Linked DNA regions of Oryctolagus cuniculus: region 2 is linked to region 1. A link is a contact called in public Micro-C data. All regions are on one chromosome and are shown on one strand. The core of a region is the stretch at or near the end of the contact, and the rest is flanking DNA. Distances in the headings are between cores, read along the strand shown.

Evidence for each region. Hi-C and Micro-C count contacts between places; a contact is called where the count stands out from the background.
Region 2: a Micro-C map of ear pinna shows a contact between it and region 1, with 6 times the contacts expected there. The contact joins the promoter of LDLRAD4 here to the enhancer-like site in region 1. A contact is called at or near these places in 4 of 6 Hi-C or Micro-C datasets (ear pinna, embryonic fibroblasts, liver and 1 more).

What each region holds. Positions count from the first base shown.
Region 1 is chr10:70,119,048-70,124,863 of mOryCun1.1, forward strand. LOC127492483 (translation initiation factor IF-2) reads left to right here. Exons shown (of 7, transcript XM_070049820.1): 2 at 588-649; 3 at 1,455-2,263. Among named protein-coding and RNA genes, the nearest start is that of LDLRAD4, 170 kb to the right of the region's middle. Within about 2 kb of position 2,939, at least 5 of the 8 cell types and tissues checked have an H3K27ac peak or open chromatin away from gene starts, as enhancers often do. A contact at or near this core is called in ear pinna, where this site is marked.
Region 2 is chr10:70,288,893-70,294,325 of mOryCun1.1, forward strand. It overlaps LDLRAD4 (low density lipoprotein receptor class A domain containing 4), which reads left to right and starts at 2,590. Exons shown (of 5, transcript XM_051852199.2): 1 at 2,590-2,884. The coding sequence starts at 2,845. LOC127492483 (translation initiation factor IF-2) reads left to right here. Exons shown (of 7, transcript XM_070049820.1): 7 at 2,437-2,627. The coding sequence ends at 2,627.

The sequences.
Region 1 (5,816 bases), core at 1,689-4,188:
GACAGAGAGAGAGGGAGAGCAGCTGAAGTGGAAAACAAATACAGGGAACAGACAGTGGAAAATCCTCTGATAGGTTCCTCCATGGCTGTCTTCTAGAAATGGAAACAGATCTGCAGTTTCTAGTTAAAATTAGAGAAGACAACAAGAAAAGACAGAGCCAGATTAATTGAGATTCATCACAAATGGTAAAATTGAGGTTATGATTTTAAAATTCAGCCCTTGACTTAAAGGAGTTAAGTTATGCACAAGGAAATCAGGCACAAGTGAAATGGAAGAGCAGATTGCTTTTTGGCCTTGGAAAAAACCTTTTCTTCTTCACTGCCCGTGGGGGACTTAGAAGGCAAAAGCCATTTTGCTTTCTACCCAAAGAGGGCAAAAACACAGTTGTCCAAGCCCACCCTCGCGAGCTGCTCTTAGCTAGCACTAGATGGACGTGACGTACTGGCGCACATTCAACACAAACCAGTAAGTACACGCTTATCAGATATCAGATGCAGGCGGCTGGTATTGAGCACTTACCAGTCCACTTCTCATTTTAAAATGTTCACCTTAGCAGCCAGATTCAGAGCCCCCCCCCGCTCTATTAGACCCGACTCAGCAGACGCTGCCAGTTGTGACTGGGCTGAGCTGGATGTCCAAGCTGCCGAAGGTAGGTGGCAGTGTGGTCTGCTGGTTCAACTCCCAGCTCCGTGTTTAGCCAGACCCTTGTCTGTGGTCTGGGGACAAATGACCAAATCTTCGGAAGCCTCCACTTCCTCCTCTGTAAAATGGAGACAAGCTCCCAGTTATTGTGAGGACCAAACAAGACAATGCACGCAGCGCTTCCTACACAGCTCTCAGCAGAGACTAGCTGCTATCATGAAATTACCCATGAGCACCGATAAAACGCAACAGCCATTATTACCGGGAGTGGAGGGAGGAAGCAAACTCAAGAGATGCAGAACAAAGCCGACATCGCACGAAATCAAGCCACTGAGGAATGAATCACAGGTTTCCAGATTCCTCTCTGATACGATGGATGCAAGAGCTGGGCAAATCTGGGGGGAGGTTGAGAGAAGTGAAAATTGTTACCACTTTGATTAGCTGCACCTCTGTTGACCGTGAAGCCCCGTGCACTTTGGTTAGTCCGCAGGTTTAGTTTTGGCAGAGGGAACTAACTGCGGCGACTGTAATGCAATTGGGTTACCATTCTCACACGCTAGGGCAGTCACCAGCTCCCATCCAGTACGGCTGCAGGGGCTGGTGTCAGTGCTGGCAGTTGTGCGGAACACAAGGGCGCATTGTTAAGGGGAGTCGAGTCCCAAGTGGCCCTTCAAGGAGACGGGGGCACAGCGCGCTAGGAAGCATCCGTCTCCTTCCCAGCCTGAGGGCGGAATCCTGAGCGCGACCTCGCAGGTCTCCCGAGATCCCCCGCCCTGCTGCGTGTCCCGTGGCCCTCCTGCCTGTGTCCGCAGTCCCTCTGCGCGGGGCAGACACGCCGGCCCGGTCCCCGGAGACTGCCCCCGGCTCGCAGGCGCCAGGTCGGCTCCTGCGGGGGGCGCTGTCGGCAATCTCCGCGTGGCCTGGAGTTCCCGGGGCTGCCGGCGGCGGCGCGCGCCCCGCTAGCCCGAGCCCGGCGAGCCGGGGGCCGCAGCCTGGGCGCCCGCACGCTCCCCGCCTCCGGGCGCGTGTGGGCCGGGCGCGCCGGGACCCCCATCGCGCCTCCGCCGCGGCGGCCCCCCGCCCCCCGCGGCCTGGCCTCGCGCCGGGTCCCCGCGGCGGAGTGGGGAGGAGGAGGGGAGAGACTGGAGGAGTTGGCGACAGACGCAGCCTCGGCGCGCACGGTTCCGGCTGCAGACAGACGGCGGCGGGCGGCGGCTACCTCCCCCGCACGGCCGCGGCACCGCTCCCTCGGCCCCCGCCCCCAGGCAGCGGACCCGGACCGGAGGGACGAGCCCGCGAACGCGGTGGGCCCGGCCCGCCCCGCGTGCCGCCGCGGCCGGCCGGGGATCCCCTGCGAGCCGGGGAGGAGCCGCCGCCACCGCCGCCGCCAGACAGCCTGCGAGTCCCTGGGAAAGTGCAAGGGGGCGGGGAGCGCGGGGGCGGCGCGGGTGTCAGGTCCTCGGCTCTTAAAGAGCCCGGCGCGCTGCGCTCCCGGCCAGCCCGCCCGCGCCCCCCGCCGCCGCAGTCCGCGCCCCGCGCCCCTCCCCGCGGCCGGCGGGGCCGGGTGGCCCGCGAGCCGCACTGCGGGCGCTCCCCGCCCCGCTCGGAGCGGCGGCCGCAGGTGAGTGCGGACCCGGCTGGCTGCCGTGGTCGCGGCGGCTGGCCCAAGTTCACCACCGCGCTCGGGCGGGAGCGGTGGCCGAGGGGGCGGGGGACGCGGGGACTGGACGCTCCGGGAACGGGACGTCCGCGAGCCTGCGCCGTCGGAGGGGTCGGAGGGAGCGGCAGGCGCCACGCACCCTCCCAGCACGGCGCGTCCCCCGGAGACAAGGGCGCGAGGTCTGTGCGCCGGGTCGCGGGTGGGCACGGCCGGTGCCCCGGGGCGCTCGCCCAGGGAGGGGTGCTTGTGCTTGTAGCAGTCGTGTCGCTCCACCTTTACCCCCAGCCCGTTTTCTGTTCCCGGTGCCCTGGGCGCGGGCGTCCCGAGGTCGCAGGACTCTAATTCTGCAGCACTGGAAGCCAGGATGTGCGCGGGGCTGCCCCGGCAGTTGCCACCCCTTTAGGCCGCTCGCGGACCCCTGCGGGAAAGGGGACTGGAGGTCGGCGAGAAGCGGGAAGATCGCGCAGGACCTTGCCGGTAGTTTGCAGGGAGGAAGGGGGCGCGAGCGGCCCGCATCCTCGCCCTGCGTGCTGCCCCCTGCACCCCACACTCCCCAGACGCTCGGACCCGCCTTGCCCGACGTCCGCCGGGTGCCCCCGCACGCGTTGACGTCGGTCGCGGGGCCGCCCGCGCTCCCTGCATTGGCTGGGACGTGGATGTCTTGGTGGCTGCTGCTGTGCTCAGGCTGAGTCCAGAGCCCCGCAGGAAGCAGGCGTGTGCTGCATTTCTCGGTGACCCTCAGCGTGGAATAAACAGGAAGCGACGAGCACTCGGCAGGGCCGGCACTGGCCTTGTTGCGGGGTCTGCTGCCCCGCACGGCCGCCAGGAGGCTTCCTCGGACCCCTGCCCGGTGCGCAGCCCGGAGTGGGGCTGGGGCGCGCCCTGTGAGTACGCGGGCGGCTCTCAGTTGGCTCTGTGGAGGCTAATTTCGCGAGGACGGAGGGGAGGGCATTTGCCTGCTTTTAAACTTTTTTTTTTTTTTCATTTGAAAAAGGAGGAGGTTTCCCAAGGAGGCAGAGGTTTTCAGGGCAACGGGGACGCGTGGGGCTGGGGGTGGTGGGCGGCACCTGGAGAAGGCGCTTCCGGGAGCGCCCTGGTCTCCAGGTTACCTGGCAGGGCCGAGGGTCCGCCTGTCAGGACTGGGAGAGGACTCTTTAAGGGAGCAGAGCTAACTGGGGGCTGCTACCAGGCACAGGAGTGAGTGCTGAATGGCAAGGGCCACATGAAGCCAGCGTTAATTTTTGTTTTCCCCAAAGAATCTTTTAATTAGCTAGAATTGGATAATTTTGATTTGCTCCTCTTCTTTTCCTCTAACCTCCCCGCCCCCCATTCTAATTATTTTTGCCACATTCTTATCCCTGGACCCCTCAGGTGCAGGTCAGCCAGTGCTGGTTTCTCAACCTCCCTTACAGTTACTGCAGACCTACTGTGTGCTACGTTGTGGGCTGCAAGGTGGGGTTAGCTGTGTGGAACGTTGATTGCAAGAGCTTCTGTCACTAAGTTCTGAGCAGCAGAGATGACTACAGATGGTGTGCACAGCGCCGGCTCTTAAAAATAGGGTTCCGTGGCTGGCATGGAGGTTGGCGCCTTCCCGCAGAGCCAGCGCTGGGAAACTTCCCTTTAAAAATGGCCCTTTCTGCTAGTTTGGCTGGCCAAGAAGGGCATTCTCCTGTCTGTGTCTGCCCTGGAGCCTGGGCACTGAGTATTAAATTACAGGGAAGGCTCTGTAAAGTCTACACGGAGCAACTAGCACTGCATTAAGTCATGTCTGCACTCTGCAGATGAGGATTCAGTCTTCCCTTGCTCCTTAAAATTGTTTACTGTAAACTTGCCTTCGTTTTCTGTACAGTTCTCTCCCACTGTAGTTTTCGTGTGCAGTAAAGGATCCTCGTGTTGAGCTGAATTGATTGCATAGGCAGATGAGTAGATCTGAATGTCACCCATGTGCACCTACTGAATTGCGACATGTGGTTCATGATCAGCCCCTGAAATGTCATTTGATGGCCCTTGCACAAGCAGGTGCATTTTAAAACGTGGGGGTAAATGCCTCATGGTCTCTGAAAGCTTAATTCTTTTAAGAGCTCCACTTTGCTGTTGACATTGTACACACTGTTGGGAATCAGGGCTGAGACTGCGAATGCCAATAAGGGATTTGCTGTGATGGAATTGTAGCTACCTTCCCTCCCTTGTTTTAAAAGACCTTGCCAATTCCTTAACATCCTGCTGTTACCCTTGGAAGGGTTCGCCCTCCCTGGCCATGGGTCTCCCTGGGCTCGGCTTGCGTTTGCCTTGGAGAAGACTTTTCCCAGCAGTTTTTCAAGGCTGTCTCTTGAATCCTTGGGGGGGGGGGGCGGTGGGCTCAGTTTGCATGACCACAATCCTGCAGTGGCGCCCAGCCAGGACCAGCTGCTTATTAAGGGATTTTGTGCCAATTTGTTGGCACATCATTTGAGATTCAACAGTCCTCACCCCCCCACACACACCCAAGTATATACATACATAGACAAATATTTATTTTCTCCCAACTGCTGACAGTGTTTTAAGAATAGTTTTCTGAGAGCAAGGTCCTGTCTGCAGAGGTGTTTACAGTTTGGGACTGTGCTGTATGTAGTCTTGGTTGACTTAGCAGCCTGGCAAGGCAGCCTTGCCTGCTCGGGGGATGCTGTCTTTCATCCTGGCTGCTAGAGGGGCGGCTCTCCAGCCTGCCAGGAGAATGTAGAGTCGGAGACTGACTTTGGCTCCGTGGGAGTAGTTTCTGGCTAGAGACCCCTGAGCTCTGGCCCCCTTTGCATTGACCCAGCATCAGGTCACCGTGGTGGTGCACCAAAGGTGTCACATAAAATTAGAGCCACTCAGGGCTCTGATCGAGCATCCTTGTCGCCGGTGATCCGGTCACATTTTTCTGGTCACCTGTGCCATGTTTCTTCTCACTCTTTGTCCAAATCTAGGCTTACCCAGCCTTCTCTGTGAGGAAACTGTCTTCAGAGTTAAGAGAGAAGAAATAAACCCTAGAAGCAGATCTGCCAAGGAAGAGCATACCGTTTTAACCTGGAAAAAAATTTTTAGAAACATTTAACATAATTTATGCAGGCACATGGATATTAAATGTGAACAGTGACAGAATTGCTATGTAATCCTCAACTGCTCTTTCCTTTCTTTGTTCCTCTCCTCGTCTCTGTTCCTTCCTTTTTTAGGTCTCAGAGAAATCTCCTGGAAGCCATTATTTTCTGTGTCAAAGTGACTTTCTGCCTACATGGGCTGTGTTAGTCTAGAATTACATCTTGACCTATATTATGGGTGCACATGGAAGGTGAATCTTGAGTTTTAAATTAGGAAGGTAGGGGTTCTGCCTCTGTTAGCGAATTCAGACCACAAGCCCTGCCACCTTTTAGGGAGGGGTGTGTGTGTGTGTGTGTGTGTGTGTGTGTCATTTCTTGCATCATTGTTAGGCAACCAAAGGAAAGAAGCAAGCACCTGTGCTATTAATTGCTGGAGAAATATGGGGTTAAGATCC
Region 2 (5,433 bases), core at 1,340-3,839, 170 kb after region 1:
TGGTGCGGTGACATCAGCAGCCTCCCTCCTACCTCTAATGGGAACCCCAGCCCCTGGTAACCTCCATTCTGCTCTCTGCTTCTATGAGATAAACTTTTAAAAATTCCACGTAAGTGAAGTCAGAGAGTCTGATGCTTGGCTCATTCCACTGAGCGTCACGTCCTCTGGATTCCTCATGTGGATTCCCACGTTTTCCTTGTTCACCCATCCGCTGGCAGACACTGAGGCTGCTGCCATAGCTCGGCTGTTGTGGGTAAGTGTCGTGGTGATCAGCGGGGTGCCAAGGTCTTCTTGTCACTGATTGCCATTCCTGTGGCTATGACGTGGCTGGATCCTACGGCAGTTCTATCTTTAGCTTTCTGAGGAAGCGGTATCCCGCCTTCCACCAGGAGGGCACCGATTTAGACCCCACAGCAGGGTGCAGGGGTTCCCTTTCCTCCGCATCCTCACCAGCACTTGTTACTGCTCATCCTTCGGATGACAGCCATTCCACCAGAGAAGACATCTCAACAACGGTTTTAATTTGCATTTCCCTGATAATTAACACAGTTGAGCCCCCCCCCCTTTTTTTTTTAAATTTCTTCATTGGCCATTTATAAGTCTTCTTTTGAGAAATGTCTGTTCAGGGTCTTTGCTCACTTTTAAATCAAGCTGTTTTCTTGCTGTTGAGGTGTTTGGGGAAAAATACTTGCAAACCACATATCTGATAAGGGGCTAAAGCAGGAACTCAAACCATGGGGTTATATCTTTTCTCTGTGCTTGTTTCCTTATGATAACTTGACTTTTAAAACAGCAAGGTAGCTTTACTTCTGCAATGAAACAGAACAAAATAAAAACCCCAGAATGAAACAACTGCATTTGAAAAGTCTCATCGCAGTTCATTCTTCTGAGTTCAGTGAAAGAGAACTAAAAAAAATCTAGCATTTCTAGCAGGGAAACCGTCATAGAAAAGGACAGAGAAAAATGAAAGTTTTAGGGTAGGTGGCGCTTGTTTTGTCTGGCAGGATACGTTCTGTTTCCTAAAACTGGTGAATATGTGCACTAGATCAGTTCACTGTAGAAGTTGGTATAGGACTTCGGGGTTCAGATACTGTGTGTGTTGGTTGTTTTAGATGGGCTGTTTAAATTCTGAGGAAAAATGTTTTCTCACGTTTTTAAGCACTTCAGAACCACTATTTGCATAAATAATTGATTCTAAATTAAAACAAAATTGCATCTATTCATTAAACTTAAAGACTCCTACCGGGCTATTCCTTATTAACTGAATATCTTAATGTAATTAAGGTGCTTTATTAATTTGTAAGGTATTCCTTATAATTAGTCGATGTCAGTGATGTTTTACTTCATTACCTTGTGTTTACAGCAACAGGAGGTGTTAACAGTGGGTTTCTTTCTACTATGGGGTCTGTTTACTCAAGTCCTTTTTCTTTTCTGTAGTTTAGCAATAAATAAGAGGAGTAAAGTTACATTTTCTACAGAGTGTTGTAGCAGGAGCATCTGAGCGATTTAGACGCTCATGTCCCGGTATTGAAGTGCCAGGGTTTGATACTTGGCTCCGGCTCCTGACTCCAGCTTCCTGCTGGTGCAGACCCTGGGAGGCGGTGGGGATGGCTCACCTGACTGGGTTCCTGTCAGCCACACGGGAACCCTGGATTGCATTTCTGGCTTCCAGCTTTGCCCAGGCTTGGGCTTGTTAACTGGCATTTAGGGAGTGACCCTGTGGGTGAGAACACTCTCTGAGTCTTTCAGATAAATAGATGACATTTAAAAAGTATCAACTTAGAAAAATATTGGGCATAAAGTGAATAGGATGAAGTTTCAAGGGAAAAAGGGTTTCTTTTCCCCAGTATAGGAGATTGATATTCAGGGTTGGTTTCAGAACTCCAGGTCTTTGAGCATCTCACATTCTTGTTAGCATTGCCTCACATATGACGTTAAAATAAAACATTAAAATATCTGAAAAGTATTCTTTAAACTGTTTTCACTGTTATGCACTATATGGACCAATTTATAGATCAAATTTGTTTTGTCCTTCCCACCCACTCTCATTGAAAAAGCTACGTGGGCCTCTGTCCCCCGCCCCTCTTAAGAGTCACTCTCACAGACTGCTGGGTCGAAGTCCCGATTTCTCCCTTCCGGTGCGCTGACGGTGGTGGGTCCACACCCCAGACTCCGGGACCCGCTCAGGAGATGGGTTTCTTCTGGGTGTCTGCGAACTCTCACTCTATGCTCGCTGCAGCGACTCCTAGGGGCTCCGAGGAATGCAGGTGGAGGTGCAGGTGGAGGCCCCCCCCCCCCCATAGAGCTCTCCCAGTGCCATCGGTGGGGTCATGGGCATGGCTCTGAGTGGCTTTGTCTTTGTGGCCTCTCTAGCTCTGCTGGCGTTAATGCTCCTATAGGTCCTCAGGAAAGTGACCTCTTTCTTTTCAATTTCAGCAAAGGGAGAGGTGAAGTGCGGAGCGGCTGATCAGACGCGGCGGGGCTGCCTGGGCGCTGTGACTGCCGAGGGTGCCGGCTGCCGCGGCGGCCGAAGAGGACCTCGTTCCGAGGTGGGGAGTAGGTCTCCGCGGGACAGCTTCTCCACGCCCCGGCTCGCCATGGCCTCTACGCTCTGGCTGGACGGCTGACGGACTGCGTGCACCGCTGGACTGCGTGCCGTCCAGGTCCTGCCTGCTCGCAGGGCGCGGGAGCCGGGCACGTGGGCATCCGATGCTCCCCAGAGCCGGACTGGCAGAGCGATGGACTTGCACAGGCTAAGATGGAAGTGACCTGAGGCCTCGGCCAGGCGGGTCCCTCGCGAAGGACAGCTTGAGAGTCGGCGCACGGGCTTGTCTGGGGAGCAGTATGCAGGAAGCTGGCTTTCAGGCCACAAATGCTTTCACAGGTGAGCGTCCACGTGCCTAAGTGGAGTCTTTGTTCCAGCTCTTAGCAGGTCTGTAAGGAAGCACCAACCACCTGCAAGGAGTGTGCACCCTAGGAGCGGAAGGCTGCGCAGCATCAGGGGCTCAGGCTGCACGGTGGCTGTGATTGCCACAGAACAGTAGTGCGTTTTCCTTCTCTCTGTAAATAGGAAATTGAAGTGTTTTATGTTGTATGATTCTGGCTTGTTTGCTTGCGTTATAGGACACACCCAGTATCCTGCAGTAAGTGTAGAGTTCCTCCAAGCCCCTGTGCTCTGGGGAAATTGTGGAGCCAGGTATGGGGGATTTTTGTTTCTTTTTTTTTTAAATTTATTTATTTATTCGAAAGTCACAGTTACGCAGAGAGAGAGAGAGAGAGGTCTTCCATCCGCTGGTTCACTCCCTGTTTGGCCACAACGGCCGGAGCTGTGCTGATCCGAAGCCAGGAGCCAGGAGCTTCTTCCGGGTCTCCCACGTGGGTGCAGGGGCCCAAGTCTTTGGGCCCTCCTCTACTGCTTTCCCAGGCCATAGCATAGAGCTGGATGGGAAGTGGAGTGGCTGGGGCTTGACCGGCGTCCATATGGGATGTTGGCACTTCAGGCAAGGGTGTTAACCGACTGTGTCACAGCGCCGGCCCTGGATTTTTGTTTCTTAGCAAAACTCTCCTGTGACGTCTCTGAGGGAAAAGTTACCGTTCCCTCCCTGGCATTGGTGTGTTCCTCAGATCCCTTCTTGTGAATGTGGGGGCTGGTGAGGGCAATTTGACTGAACTCACTCTGCCCCGCTCTTATAAATAAGCTCGTGGGAAGCTGGGCATGGCAGTGTGCTGTTGGTTTGGCCCCTGGCTGCCAGGTTGCACACTTTGCAAGGAACCACCCAGCCTGGCTGGTACCCAGCACGGAGGCTTTTGAATCTGACTCCTGGCTTTTTGTCTGATTTGCTTATCCTCCCAGGAAGCCACTTAATCCTGAGCCTGTGGCTCCCTGTTTACAGACCAGTAACGGTGAGGTTGGGGAACCTCTCGGAATCCAGGGCAAACATCTTGGCCTCAAAGAGGCTTTCTTGGTGTCAGTGTTTTTGTGTTTTATTTCACAGGAAAGATGGGAGAAATAGTCACGAGCAGTGACTGTCTTCTCTGATCCTGTGAGTTCTTAAAGTGGGCAGCTTTTCAAATTTTGCAGAGAGAGAGAGAAAATAGGCCAGGTTGTGGGGGTACCTGGGGTAGGAGGGTGAGATTAGACTTGGGAGCCACACTGGCTGGGACCGGAATCAGCCTTCTCCAGGAGTTAAGTCTCTGCTCTTCGATGGGTCTTTCAATGCCTGTCCATCTATCTCCTTTTGCCTGTTTGTAAATAAGGACGATCCCACACTTGTCTCCTGTGCCTCTCTGAGCTGCTGGTCAAGTGTAGAGCCCTGGAGTGCTAGGCCTGGCTTCTTGCTGTGTGGCCTTGCAGCGTGGAGTTGGGCTGCCAGGCCCAGTACTGGCTATGCAGGTCCTCCCCTCCAGCTGTGCAGGTCCTTCCTGTGGCCCTGGGGTGAGCTCTCAATTCTGTAAACACAGGAGCCTCAACGCTGGCACACCTGTGCTGGGCAGGGTGGTCTTATGGCCCAATGAAAATGGCCTCACTGCATGTAGGTTCAGAGGACACGTGAGAAAGTTGAGCTCTTGGCACCATCTCTGGATTGCCAGCCACTGTGGATGGAACCCCTGTGCTCTGACTCCAGATTGGGTACACTTGGGCTGTCTTGGTCCCATGAGCTGTGTCTTCCTGGCAGGGCCCCTCTGGGTGGTGGGTGGTGACACGAAGCCCCTCTGTGAGGTGGCGGGCTGTGTGCTGCTAGGCCTCTTCCTGTTGGTGCTGGGGAGGAGAGGCATCAAGAGGCACCCAAGTGAAGCTCTGCAAAGCAGATTTGAGAGGCGGGGGAACAAGCAGAGGAAGAGAGGCAGGAACAAAGAGAACCTTAGCCAGACGGGGCTCAGAGCTGAGACCTGCCCAGCCCCCAGCCCAGGGGTGAAAACTTCCTGCAGTTGTCACCTCCTCCCCTGGACTCCAGATGCTCCTGCCAGGCTGGGCGGTCAGCCCATCAGAGCCACCTGAACCTGGCTGCCCGGTGGAGGTGGCTGGGCCATCCCTCGAAGAGCCCAGACTTCTGAGCCCTGAGATGGCCACGTCCAGTCCTCAGCACTCTGTCCAGGCCAACCTGAGGCCCTGTTGGAAATAATCAGAATCCAGGTTCTGCCTGGAGAATTCTTGGTGGCAAGGCAGTGCTCTTGAATATTCAAGCCCGAATAAAAGACATCAGAATTGTGTTGATGTCCAGAGCTCATCGCAGCCAGCTCCGAGCACCATGTTCTTCTTTGTCGCACCCCTCCCTACTTTTCATAACCACCCTCTCATAACTCCTTCTCAGCTTATTTTTCTAACTTTAACTCCAGGTTTTCCCAGAAACTCGTTTTCTTGCCATTTGGTGTGCTCCCGGTTGTGTCAGCCTACCTGAACAGCAGTCTTGCTGTTGGTCTAGTAGACATGGG